3 separate regions of the Zea mays genome follow, and regions 1 and 3 are each linked to region 2. A link is a contact called in public Hi-C data. All regions are on one chromosome and are shown on one strand. The core of a region is the stretch at or near the end of the contact, and the rest is flanking DNA. Distances in the headings are between cores, read along the strand shown. Region 1 holds the start of LOC100280710. Region 2 holds the start of LOC100274211. Region 3 holds the start of LOC103650050.

Evidence for each region. Hi-C and Micro-C count contacts between places; a contact is called where the count stands out from the background.
Region 1: a contact with region 2 is called in a Hi-C map of ear, with 3 times the contacts expected there. The contact joins the promoter of LOC100280710 here to the promoter of LOC100274211 in region 2. A contact is called at or near these places in 6 of 25 Hi-C or Micro-C datasets (bundle sheath, ear, leaf and 2 more).
Region 3: a Hi-C map of ear shows a contact between it and region 2, with 2.8 times the contacts expected there. The contact joins the promoter of LOC103650050 here to the promoter of LOC100274211 in region 2. A contact is called at or near these places in 3 of 25 Hi-C or Micro-C datasets (ear, leaf and tassel).

What each region holds. Positions count from the first base shown.
Region 1 is chr3:48,922,973-48,926,592 of Zm-B73-REFERENCE-NAM-5.0, forward strand. LOC100280710 reads right to left here and starts at 1,734. Exons shown (of 3, transcript NM_001153629.2): 1 at 1,294-1,734; 2 at 1,000-1,129; 3 at 1-882. The coding sequence starts at 1,426.
Region 2 is chr3:48,766,323-48,770,450 of Zm-B73-REFERENCE-NAM-5.0, forward strand. It overlaps LOC100274211, which reads right to left and starts at 1,623. Exons shown (of 2, transcript NM_001148583.1): 1 at 720-1,623. The coding sequence starts at 1,497.
Region 3 is chr3:48,537,914-48,541,621 of Zm-B73-REFERENCE-NAM-5.0, forward strand. LOC103650050 reads left to right here and starts at 1,711. Exons shown (of 2, transcript XM_008675718.4): 1 at 1,711-2,052; 2 at 2,055-2,545. The coding sequence starts at 2,011. The coding sequence ends at 2,285.

The DNA.
Region 1 (3,620 bases), core at 484-2,983, 160 kb after region 2:
ATAACATCTTCGTACAGTGACTGGCTAAGATTCTGCATGGTTGCAGGTGTGTCCGTGAATGTTCCGTGGAGCAAGTCGGGCCACTTGAGTTCTTCCCCAAGGTGAACTTGGCTATTTTTGTCTGGTGTTAATTCTGTCCATGGGAAAACACTACTCTCCAGAAGCGAGCTTGTGCTTTGCAGCTCAAATCCCAAGCCGTTGCTTCCGCTGCTTCCTCTACTGCTGCAGCTGCTAGGATTAGCAGTGTCCCAGTAGAACTGGGTGCTCTGAATACCAGTGCCTCCCGAGTGTGGGTTGTCTGGTGACCTATTGAGCCCTGTTGATGTTGAGAGAGTTGATGGCGAAACTGGTGGCATCACAGTGGAAATGGTGCTGCCACTTGTCTCATTGTGGTTAAACCAGAGTGAATTGTTACTAGCACCATTCTTGTTGCCAAATTCATTGCTGTAGCACATGAGCTGTTGGAAAGGGAAATTTGGAACTGGGCCTGCTGTGCGGCAGCCAGTGAGGTTCTCATGACCAGAAACCAGCTGGTCAAGGAACAACTCCTTGGGCGGCACCCTTAGATGTGCGAGGCTAGTAGTTTCTCTGCGATGCTTACCGAGCGCTGGCAGCTGTGGTGATTGTGCTGTCTCGCTGAGAAGAAGATGGCTCGAGTTGCCAAGTGCGCCGCCACTTGAAGGGTCAACATCACTGGACTCAGAGGTCCTCTCGGTACTGGTCGTTGGAGCTGCTTTGCTGCGTTCAACCTCGACAAGGAGCGGCTTGTGGGTGTTGGGGTCAATGCCTTTCTGCCGGAGCTTCTTCTTGATGCTCGAGTTCCAGAGATTCTTAATCTCGTTGTCAGTTCTTCCAGGCAACCTTGTTGCAATCTGAGACCACCTGTCCATGGATGTGGAAAAAAAAAGAAAAAGGCCTGGTTAAAAGAAAGCTTGCTTGGAAGCAATCGGCCTGTGCAAAATTCTGTGTCTGTGATGATTTTGGGCTTAGCTTTTTTACCTGTTCCCCAGTACAGCATGAAGTTCGACGATGAGGTCTTCCTCCTCCTCAGAGAATGCGCCTCTTTTAAGGTCAGGCCTCAGGTAATTTATCCACCTCAGCCTGCAGCTCTTGCCACACCTCTGAAGCCCTGCCACCATTAATTAATTAATTAATCAATCAATTGAGCAGGTACGAGAGGAGGAGTTGGGAGAAAGAAGTAGCCTTGGAGAAGGAGCAGGAAACAGTGGAGATGGACAATTGAGAAGGTAGAGCAAAGCGTGCAGGATTTGATTTTGATTTTGATGGTTGTACCTGCAAGCTTGGGGACAGTGCTCCAGCAGCCATGCCCGTGCTTGGTTATGTGGTTCATGAGCTTCTCATCTTCCTCAGGAGACCAGAGCCCCTTCCTCAGCTTCTGCTTGTAACAGCAGGAGTGCCTCCCCATTGAAAGCAATGCTGAGACTGGAAGCTGCGCTCTGCAATCTGCACAGCCCACACACGGCTCTAGCTTGAGGAGCAGCAGCAGCAGCCAGCAGCACGGGTATCCTTCACAGGTAGCCGCCCTCTGGTTCTAAGAACCCCCTCCTCTTCAACGAATTATTATGGCTCTAGGGCGGGATGATCGTGGAGGAGCTCCTACAGTGGTGGCGTGTGGTAGATAGAGGTGGTGGAGCTTGTGTCGGGTAGGGGAAGAGAACGGCAGCAGCGCTAGTGGCTACTACTGATTACCAGGATTAGGGAGAAGAGAACGGTAGGGTTAAGGGCCACTCTCTTCTCCTTCTTTTAAAGCTCGTGGCTGTGGGAGCGTCTTAGCCTTTCCCTTTGCTTCTCTGTAGAAAACGTGTGTCCTTGTGTCTTATCAGCGCCTCCCCTAGAATTTGTGTCCCTTCATCAACCGTCGGTGGGCTTCAGAGCCCCCCCTGCTGGTACGCTATTACTGCAACGTCACTACCATAAACTACTACAAGGAACTCCCGACAGTTCGTCCTTCCTATATCAAGAAATATTGTTACTTTGTACTCAAGCCAGCTAAGTAAAAAAGATTACACGATTGGGAAAAGGATTGATGCTCAATTTTCTTTTTTGTCTTTTTTTTTTTGGTACTCTGAATGAGTGTGACCTGAAGCAGGGAAACTACACAACCGGGAAAACTTCTCACTCATCAAAACATGTACGCTAGGGTCTCTAGCACCGTCGTCTGTTGTCGCAGAGAGACAACTCTGGGTCACTTGTTACCTGGAGCCAATAATTAGGATGCCGGATCAAAAGCATTTTGCGTTGCAGAGGAACACGGAGCATCTTCCTTTTCCCTCTGTGTCGTGTCGTCCATCCAGCCAGCGAAGCAAATTTTTTTTTCTTTAGGACCCCGAGGGTCTCCAATCAGAAACCTCTTGTCCAATCCCAAAGACGTTCGCAATCAGCCGAGAGAATCGGACCTCCGATCTGTACAGATGATTGCATCGGCTGTGGCTAGAGGTATGTTGGTTGGTTGTTTTTTTTTATGGTTCTGGCGCGAAAACTTCCACGCGATGCCGTGCCTCGGAGACAGGACACACTAGCTAGCTAGGGGTATAATAGTCTGGATGAGGTGCGCCGTGCGCGCGGCTAACCCTAGCTAGCGTTTTGTTTGTTGTATTCCTCCCTCCCCTGCCTGCCTGTCTGCTGGAAGAGGCGTGCGTCCTCCTGGTGTGGTTCATGACGCGATGATTGGAAGATGCAATGCAACGCAACGGGCATCCTCATAGCGCCCCCATGTGCCTGCGGATACCGTTCCGATTAGAAAAAAAGGCAGGACCACGATTATCGTTGATTGAGCGTTTTTTTATAATAATAATAATCATATGGTGATCTGTACAGCTCCTGCTTTTCATTGATGCTCAGAAGCTTCCTTATGCTCTCTCTCTCTCTCTCTCTCTCTCTCTCTCTCTCTCTCTTGTCTCGTCAAGATTTTTCTGGGGGTTTCGTTTCGTTTCGTAGCCTTGCGGGTTTTGCCGGAAGCGAGGCGAACGAATAGGAAATGCGACGCGTGCTTGTTACCGGGGATTAGAACTGGTCTGCGTAAGATTTCTCGTAATTCTAGGTGCTTGGTCATTCATGGATTTTGCTAAGAGCCTCAGTCCCTCGTCTCGCTTGAACCAGCGGAATATCTAGGCGGATGAGAGGACGTGCATTATTTCCATTTATTTCCCCCTCGTTTGTTGAGTTCGTTATCCGCGTCTCGGATCCCGTTTATTTAGGGGACGGCAATTATTAGAGCCGCGCTTAGACAAAAAAAAAAAAAAAAAAAGACCCGGTGGTGAGGAAATGAACGGAGGCCAATCTGCCGCAGGCCTCTGTGGTCACGGGAAAAGCAGCTGGTTTGACAATGGGGGCATCTTTGTGGGGTCCATCCCTCGTCCCTAATGTAGGAGTACCTTCAATGATTAAGCCGGTGGTTACTGCGGTGTCTACCGTCTGGACCGAAATGCACGCGCAATTATTTTCTTCCTGCTCCTTTCAACCTTTTGAGACTTGAGAAACCCTGATCGTTTATTTATTTATTAGCAATTAATTCTAATATATGGGTGGAGTTTTTTTTTCCTTTGCTTGTCGAACCTAGACGCGACGTCTTCTGATGCGCCTCAGTTTACAGTGGTTGC
Region 2 (4,128 bases), core at 373-2,872:
AACTAAGCCCGAAGGGTTTTCGATGTAAATCTATGCTCTATGGTTTATTGGTTGATCTACTTCGTTTTGTGTGCCGAGACTGCTACGAGGCCGCAGGCGTAGGTTGATCGACACGGGTTGCGCGAGTCCAATTCCTAGCCAGACAAGTAGTAATACTCCTACAGTCCTACTTAACAGGTAACAGATGCGCCACGCCACCGATGAATCCCCGGCCCATTGCCATGTACTAGGTGAATGAGACAGAAGGTGACCATGAGCATGACACCTGGCGCGCGTGCTCTTTAGTTTTGGTTCGAGTGCACTGCCTGGCAAGGCAGGGCAAAAGAGCCAAAGAGGGAGACGTACGGCCGTCGAATCGAATGCATGCGATTCCGCCCGTGCGATGTGAGGTGACGTGCGTGCATGGCGGGTAGGCAAAGCCCCCGCCCGTCGGTTTCATTAATGAATCATGCCAAATGGACGTGCGCGCAGCAACGAAGTTACGAATTGACCCGCCGCCGCCGGCCGGTGAGGGTGAGCGAGAGCGAGAGCGAGAGCGACCTCATCTGATCGGCTCCGCGCCTCGACCTGACCGACGCAAGTCGCGTACGGTAATGGACAAACCGTTCGGAGCACTCTTTTGACAAACAGATCGCCGGCTACGTTTGTGCTAGCAGCGCAGTAGAAAAAAAGAAATTCTGAAATGCTTGGCCCGGGGTTTCGGTTGGTTGATTAGTTACCGGGGCTGGAGATGCGCCAGCTGCCGGCGGAGGCCGGCGAGTTGCCGCCGCTGCTGGCGGTGTCGACGCCGGAGAGCGCGTAGTAGGAGGGGATCTCCACGGTCCAGTCGCAGGGGAGGTCCAGGCCCAGGTCGCGGCACGCGCGGACCTCCTCCATGTCCATCGCCACGCCGCCGCGGCTCGCCGGGGAGTCGCCGCCGCCGCCGAGGACCACCACGGGCACCACCTCCTCCTGCAGCTGCCGCCGCTGCTTCCGCATGCGCCACGCGCGCTCCAGCCACGCCTCGCGCCCCATCCGCTGCCACCGGCGCTGGTGCTGCCGCTGCCGCCTCCCGCCGCGCCCGTCGGCGCCGGGCGGCCACCGCGCCTCCGTCTCGCTCGCGTACTCCTTGGCGCTCGCCCCGGGCCACCCCGCCGCCTGCGCGCCGCGGTCCGGCGTGCCCGGGAGCGACGCCGATGACGGGGCCTGCTGCGGATCCTCGTACGGAGGCCACGCGCGGTACGCGGTGGCAGCGTTGACGTCCGACCGTTCCGGCACCTCGAACTCGTCGTCCTCTTCCTCGTCAACCCCGGCCTCGTCGTCGGCGTCGCCGCCGTCGGAACCCTCCAAGGACAGGCGCGACATGCGCTTGCTCATGTCCCACTCCTCTTCCTCCTCGTCCCCTTCTTCCTCCTCTGCGATGGTGTGGTCGCCGTAGTAGTCGTCGTCGTCGTCGTGGCCCATGACGTCCCGGATGGTCGGGTGAGGCAGCGGGGCTTCCGTCGACGGGGAGGCCATTCCGAGCGGAGCAAACTGACCTGACAGCGGGGTGGGCAACAAGCAGCCAAGAGTAGAGAACCAAGTTGATCAGAGAAGAGAAGACTTGCGGAGCTTGCTGGTGGAGGGAAGCAAGCAACTGAGCGCATATGCGATATATATATTCGCAAGGCAGAGTGTGCCTGCCTACCGCCGGATGGGCTTATATATTGCCTGGAATTCCTAAACTCGGAATGGACTGACTGGGTGTTTGGATCCCTTCATTTTAAAGGAATTGGAATTCACTCAATAAAGTAACTTATTTAGTTTAGAATTTGATATTCCACCACTTTCCAAAGTTTAGATATAAGCTTATCTCAAATTCATAGGGTGGAGGATAGGAAATGATTTTATGCATGAGTAGAATTTGTTTCTATTCTGTAACTTACATGACACTCTTTGTTCCACTCTTCTATAGTAAAAATATAGCACATAAATATATAGGACATCTTCCTAATAACAGTATACAAATATATTTCGTATAAAAGCGAATTAGCTTAATTGATATATGTCTAAATTACTATTATTAGAATGGAATTCAATTCCACTTATCCAAACGGACCCTGAAGGAAAACTGGAAAAGCTCCTAACGGGTTACCAAACTGAATTGTACTATGCAGGTTGTCCTAAAAACTAACAAAAAAAATCATTAGCCTGTTAACCCGAGGAAAATGCTTGCAGATTTGTAATCCTCTTCTGGAACTTTCGGGGTAACAATCAAATGTTACGCAGATTGCAGAGAATCGTTGTAAATTCTGATCGTTACAGTTCGAATCAGGTTAATTAGCCACGTAGTCTTTCCCAGTGGAGTTCTTGTTCTAAAGAAACCCGTGTTTCTGCTACAACCATATAAGGCCTTGTTCGGTTAGCTTTCAATTCATATGGATTAAGTGTAATTAGGTAGTTTTAAATCCTAAACAAGTCAAAGTTCTTCTAAATTTTTTGAATCTCATCCAATTCATATATAATAAGAATAATTGAACAAGATCTAATGAAAATTAGATCGAGCCTCCCCAAGCCGTGCATTTTCGAAAAGCAATCGCGTCTCGTAAAAGGGAGTCGGACCACTGCACGTCGGCACCATGCCACCATGCCATGCTGGACTGGACCAGTCTATGTGGGGTTGGGTCGTTGGGATCGTTCTCCAAACCCATCATGCTAACGTTGTAGGAAAAGATGTGACCGACCTCGTCACGAAAAAATAAGCATCTAGATGTTCCATGCCGGTGGAAAACTGGCTTCCGCATTTCTGCTTGCACGTTAGCCAGGATATAGAGTGTGTAAGAAATGTGCACAGTACGAAGTAGCGAAGGATTTTTCGTTATGGATCATTGTGGTTTGCAGAGTTCAACCACAATCTCTGCACCTAAAAACATGAGAACATATCCTCTGCACATGAATTAACAAAGTTTATAAAAGATTTTGAAAAGAAATCATACATATTCTTTCCACCCTGCTCTAATTATATACTCCCTCCGTTTCGTTTTATATGTCGCTGGATAGTACAAAATTGAACTATCCAGCGACATATAAAACGAAACGGAGGGAGTATAAGATTTCAAGTTCAAATTCGTTATACTTTAGCTGCAATAAAAAAGAGGAGATTTTAGACGATTTTTTATTTTAAACTTGTCAGAAGTTTTATCTTTTTATCACTCTTTATGTAATGCCTTGATCTGTTCTATTCTAGCATATCAAGTAAGGGCATTGTTGGCGCTGATCTGGACGCCAAACACTTAGAGTGAACCACATGGTGGTGCTCTCTGCGGAGGCGCGGACGGTCCGCGGCCTGGCGCAAGAGCGGCTCCTTCCCTGCGTACGCCCGGACGGTCCGCGCCTAGGGCCGAACGGTCCCTGATGGCGCAGAGGATCTTCTTCTCCGTGAAGAACCCTAGAACTCGCCTCCGGGTAGATCCTATCGATGAGGAGAGTTCTAGGGGTTGCTCCGGGGTCGAAAGGCAACCCAGGGCGTCCCTAATCGGCGTAGAGTCGAATAGAGATGGTTGTGAAAGACTAAACTAGGGCTAAACTAAGGCTAGATTACCTGCGCAAAAAGCTATACCTGCGCAAAAAGCTGAAGAGCTGTCTGCAATGCCGAAAGCTGAAAGAACTGAAGAGTCAAAAGCTGAAGGGACAAAAATATCAGAAATTTTAAACCCTTCGACAGAAGTTGGAGTGCCACAAGCTCAGAAGGGTCCGGCTGTGACCCCCAAAAGGAAAAGGATGGTTAATATTTTGGATGTACTGGAGACAATAAAGTCTTCAAGCTCTACGCCGAAAAAGTTGCCGAAGCTCAAAAAGCACAAACTGAAACAACAGCTTCTGGAGGCGAAACTACAAAGCACCAGGCTGAAATCAAAACTGGACCTTCAGAGTCTGCCAAACAAAAATCCTTGGAAACCGAAAGAGAAAGTAAAAAGGAAACTTTAAAGCAAATTCTGTCTGAAAAAACTCTTTCTTCAACTGCCGAAGCACCTTCCAAATTGCATGATTATATTGTGCGACATGCTTCGGGCAAAATACTATCTGAAGATGAAAAACGAGAAGCTCATCATTACGCCCAGAAATTAAAATATCCGAAAGGGGCGTTGATATTCAATGACAGTGGAGAAG
Region 3 (3,708 bases), core at 461-2,960, 230 kb before region 2:
CATATGGTTACCTATCACTAGTTTTCACATGTGTGCCTCACCACTCATAAACTAGACTTATCTAGATCAAGATATCCATCTATGCCCCCTTTACAGTACGACTGGAGGGAAAATAAAGGTGCTATCGCTAATATGTGTGTTCATCAACTCTATTGTCACTTAAAACTAGTTCATCTTTAACCTTCTCGCTCATCCTTTGAAAACTGATCATTCATCAATATGGGCATAGAAACTACATTAGCCTAATCATTCACCGTTATTATGACCTATCTCAATCTACATATGTAAAATACACATTATCATAATAATTTAATGTAATTAAACACCAAAACCCAACAAGGGACCTAGATGCGTTTACATATAATATAACATATAGTAACACTACATAGAGAGCACATATTTTCTATTTTACACACTTTTAAATATTGTTTTAAAACTATTTAACAAATATTAACCTAGCTAAATCTATAATTCAGCATTACATGATCCAATGAGCATGATTTTATTTACTATAACTCAAATATGTAATAGTTAGCGTACCATAAAATTTTCAATATAATTGGACCGCAGAAACTGCATCTATAAACTAATTACATAAAGCATAGATCTAATCTATTCATGTGGAGTTCAACAAGATTGAATTTTCTATGATTTAGTCTGGGTTTTTTAAAGATTTGATCAAAATAAACATAAAGAATAAGGAAACACATATAGAAAATCAGACATATGGTCACGTGCCTGATTTTCAAAGATGAGATAATTTCTATCTGATTTTATATGGGTGAAAAGGCTGACTAACTTCCACGATAGTTGAGAGAGACAAAATAATTATTTTTTGCGCTACACACGGGCTACAAAAGGACACACAACCGTAGCCCAGTTTTACGGGCCGAAAAGAGGAAAAGACAAGGGTAGTCGAGTGGGAAGGAGCCCAACAGGCCATACAAAGGCGTTCACGCAAGTTAACTCCGGAGGCCCACCACTCCCTCTTGATTTCTCCATTTAATCCGATAGGCCAAAACAATCCAAAAAAAAAACCGATATGCGAAGCCAAACCAAAACAAAACTTTGGTGTGCATGCCGGCCGTGTCCGCTCCCTCCGTCCTTGCGCCGGCACCGCCGACGGCGAGACGCGGCGTGCTACGCACGCGCTGTGGCTTGGCGGCCACCGCGACGCCCGCGTCGTCAGTATGTCCGGTTACGGGCACCTGCCGGCGCTCCCCGAGAGACCGAGCGCGTGTGCGTGTTGACAGCCTGCCTGTGTTTCGCTACAGAGAGCCGTGGCCCGTGGATCTGCAGGCCAAAGTGACGAGCAAGTACTTCGACGTAGAGGTGTACATTTGGGCTGGACCTAATGTACGGGCACGAAGCACGAAAAAAAAGTTCGGCCCAAGCACGGCACGACACGAAATTATTTCGGGCCGTGCCGGCCCGGCCCGGCCCGTTGTATACTTGTATCGGGCCGTGCTTGGGCCGACGCCGAGGCCCACAGGCGGGCACGAGCCCGGTCCGTTTAAGCAGATCCGAATTGGCCCGTTTACTGGCACGAAAGGCCCGAAATTCATAGCAGCGCACTCCTGAAATTCTCGTTGTCTGTGTGTCCACGGACGGACGGCGGGACGGGCCTAAAGCGCCGCAACCGCGCGGCCCATTTCCATTAACCTGAAACCCTACGTGCTACGTCCCTGCCCGGCCGCCGTTTTCTCCCGTGTCCCGATCCGCCGATCCCGATTCCCGACTGGCGACTCCCATCCAGCACCGGCCACCGGCATGCTCCATCCATAACCTGTGACTTTTAAGATAGGGAAAGATTAGAAGGAACGGATCGAGTAGGCAGCTTAGCTGTTTGCTTAGACTTTATAGAGACAAAACACTCCCACACCCACAGTCCACAGACTCGCACTGCACTTGTCCAATCCAGGGAGGCTGGGAAGGATCAGGGATCCATCCACCGTTCTGTCTTCTCAGGTCGACAGGAGGCCAAACCAGGTGCGCGCGTCCGTGTCGGCGATGAGTGCGGGCAGGAGCCGGGCGCGGCAGAACGCGATGCGCTCAGGGCCTCAGGGGTGGTGGTGCTGGGCGCCGTGGCCTTCGGCTACCTCTCCTTCCGCGTCGGCTTCAAGCCCTACCTCGACCAGGCTCAGGAGGCCATCGACTCCGCCCGCGACCCCGACCCTGACGCCGCCACCACCGCCGCGAGGGACGCGTCCGACGATCCCGGCGCCGGTTGCCCAGGGGGAGACCTCGGGCCGTCCAAGGACCCCGCCGTCGTACTGCGCGACTGAGGCCCGGTGCGGGCGTTTGGTTGCGCCATTTTTTATTTCGGGCCGCCCATTTAAAGCACGGCATGTTTAGTGAAATATGGGCTGGGCCGTGGGCCGGCACGGCACAGCCCGAATTTAATACTGGGCCGGGCCGGCCCGAAATTAAACGTGCCGAGTTTTTTCGGGTTTGGGCCGGGCCGGGCTGGGCGGCCCGAATGTACAACTATACTTCGACGTGGAGGCCAATGTAAGCAATCTCCTGCGGGTAAAAGCAACTCCAAGAAGGATCCTAAACTAAGGTCAATATTTTTTTAAACCGATTTAATCTATTTAGAAGTGACACAAAACGTGGTTCTCCAACAACAAGCCTCAAATATACTAACTCCGTTATCGAATATTTGTCATCCGCTAGTTTATTTTTGAATTAAACAGGAACAAATACTCGTGCTGCTAGACCAGACCCTACTGCTCACGTGGTGGACGTTTTGTATTATCATCATCATATAGTCTAATGTTCAGTATACAACAAGTGGAGACCTATAGGTTTATCTGCAAAGAATTGCAGCTTCAGACAATGTTCAAAATTAGTAGTGCCTTTTCTCTTTCTTAATGTATCATGTAAACCTCTACTACTTATTAAGTTAGCAATAGTAGTCTGCCTTTTTGTGTTCTGTCATTCTACGATCTCAGCCGTCCAGAAAAAAAATCAAATCATGGCTGCCTAGGATCGAATCTTGGATCTATTGAGCAGAATGCCTAGCCTTCCACCCTCTAACCAACATGACTCATGTTGAATTGTATACAACTTCAACTAAAACGTCTTTTGTGTTTAACCCACCGTACACTCTGTATGCTCACTGAGTCTAGAAAAACATTTATAGCTTGGTCCCTGATTTTTCTGGAATTTGGGACGCAGTCCAGGAAATAAAGAAAATAGGGAAAAGGAGTTTAGAAATTGATTTTTAGTTTAAAAATAATTGCAGAAACCCATTTAATTCATGGAAATTTCATATTAAATCTAAATGAGTTCATTCCAATTTCTATAATTCTATAATATTATTTTTATCACATACTACCTCTGTTTTGTCATGAAAACAACAATAAAATTGATTTCCTAATTAATCCTATATCAAATACATAGAAACTTTGAAAATTCGTAACTTCCTCATTTTAATTCTAAATTGAATCGTTCCAGTTGTGTTAGTCTCGTATGAATATTTACTACGCAGTAACAACATTGATTATACCACGTTTTATACTTTTATAATTAGATATTTATTTATCCTATGTTAATTGGGTTAATCCATGTCTATTGGATTAATTTATTTAATATATTAATATAGTATTCTAACTTTGTGGTTATACGATGTTTGATCATTAGTCTTGCAAACACACACTTACCTTTTTGTTTAAGCAAAAGCGTATGGTGGTACGTGTCCAATGA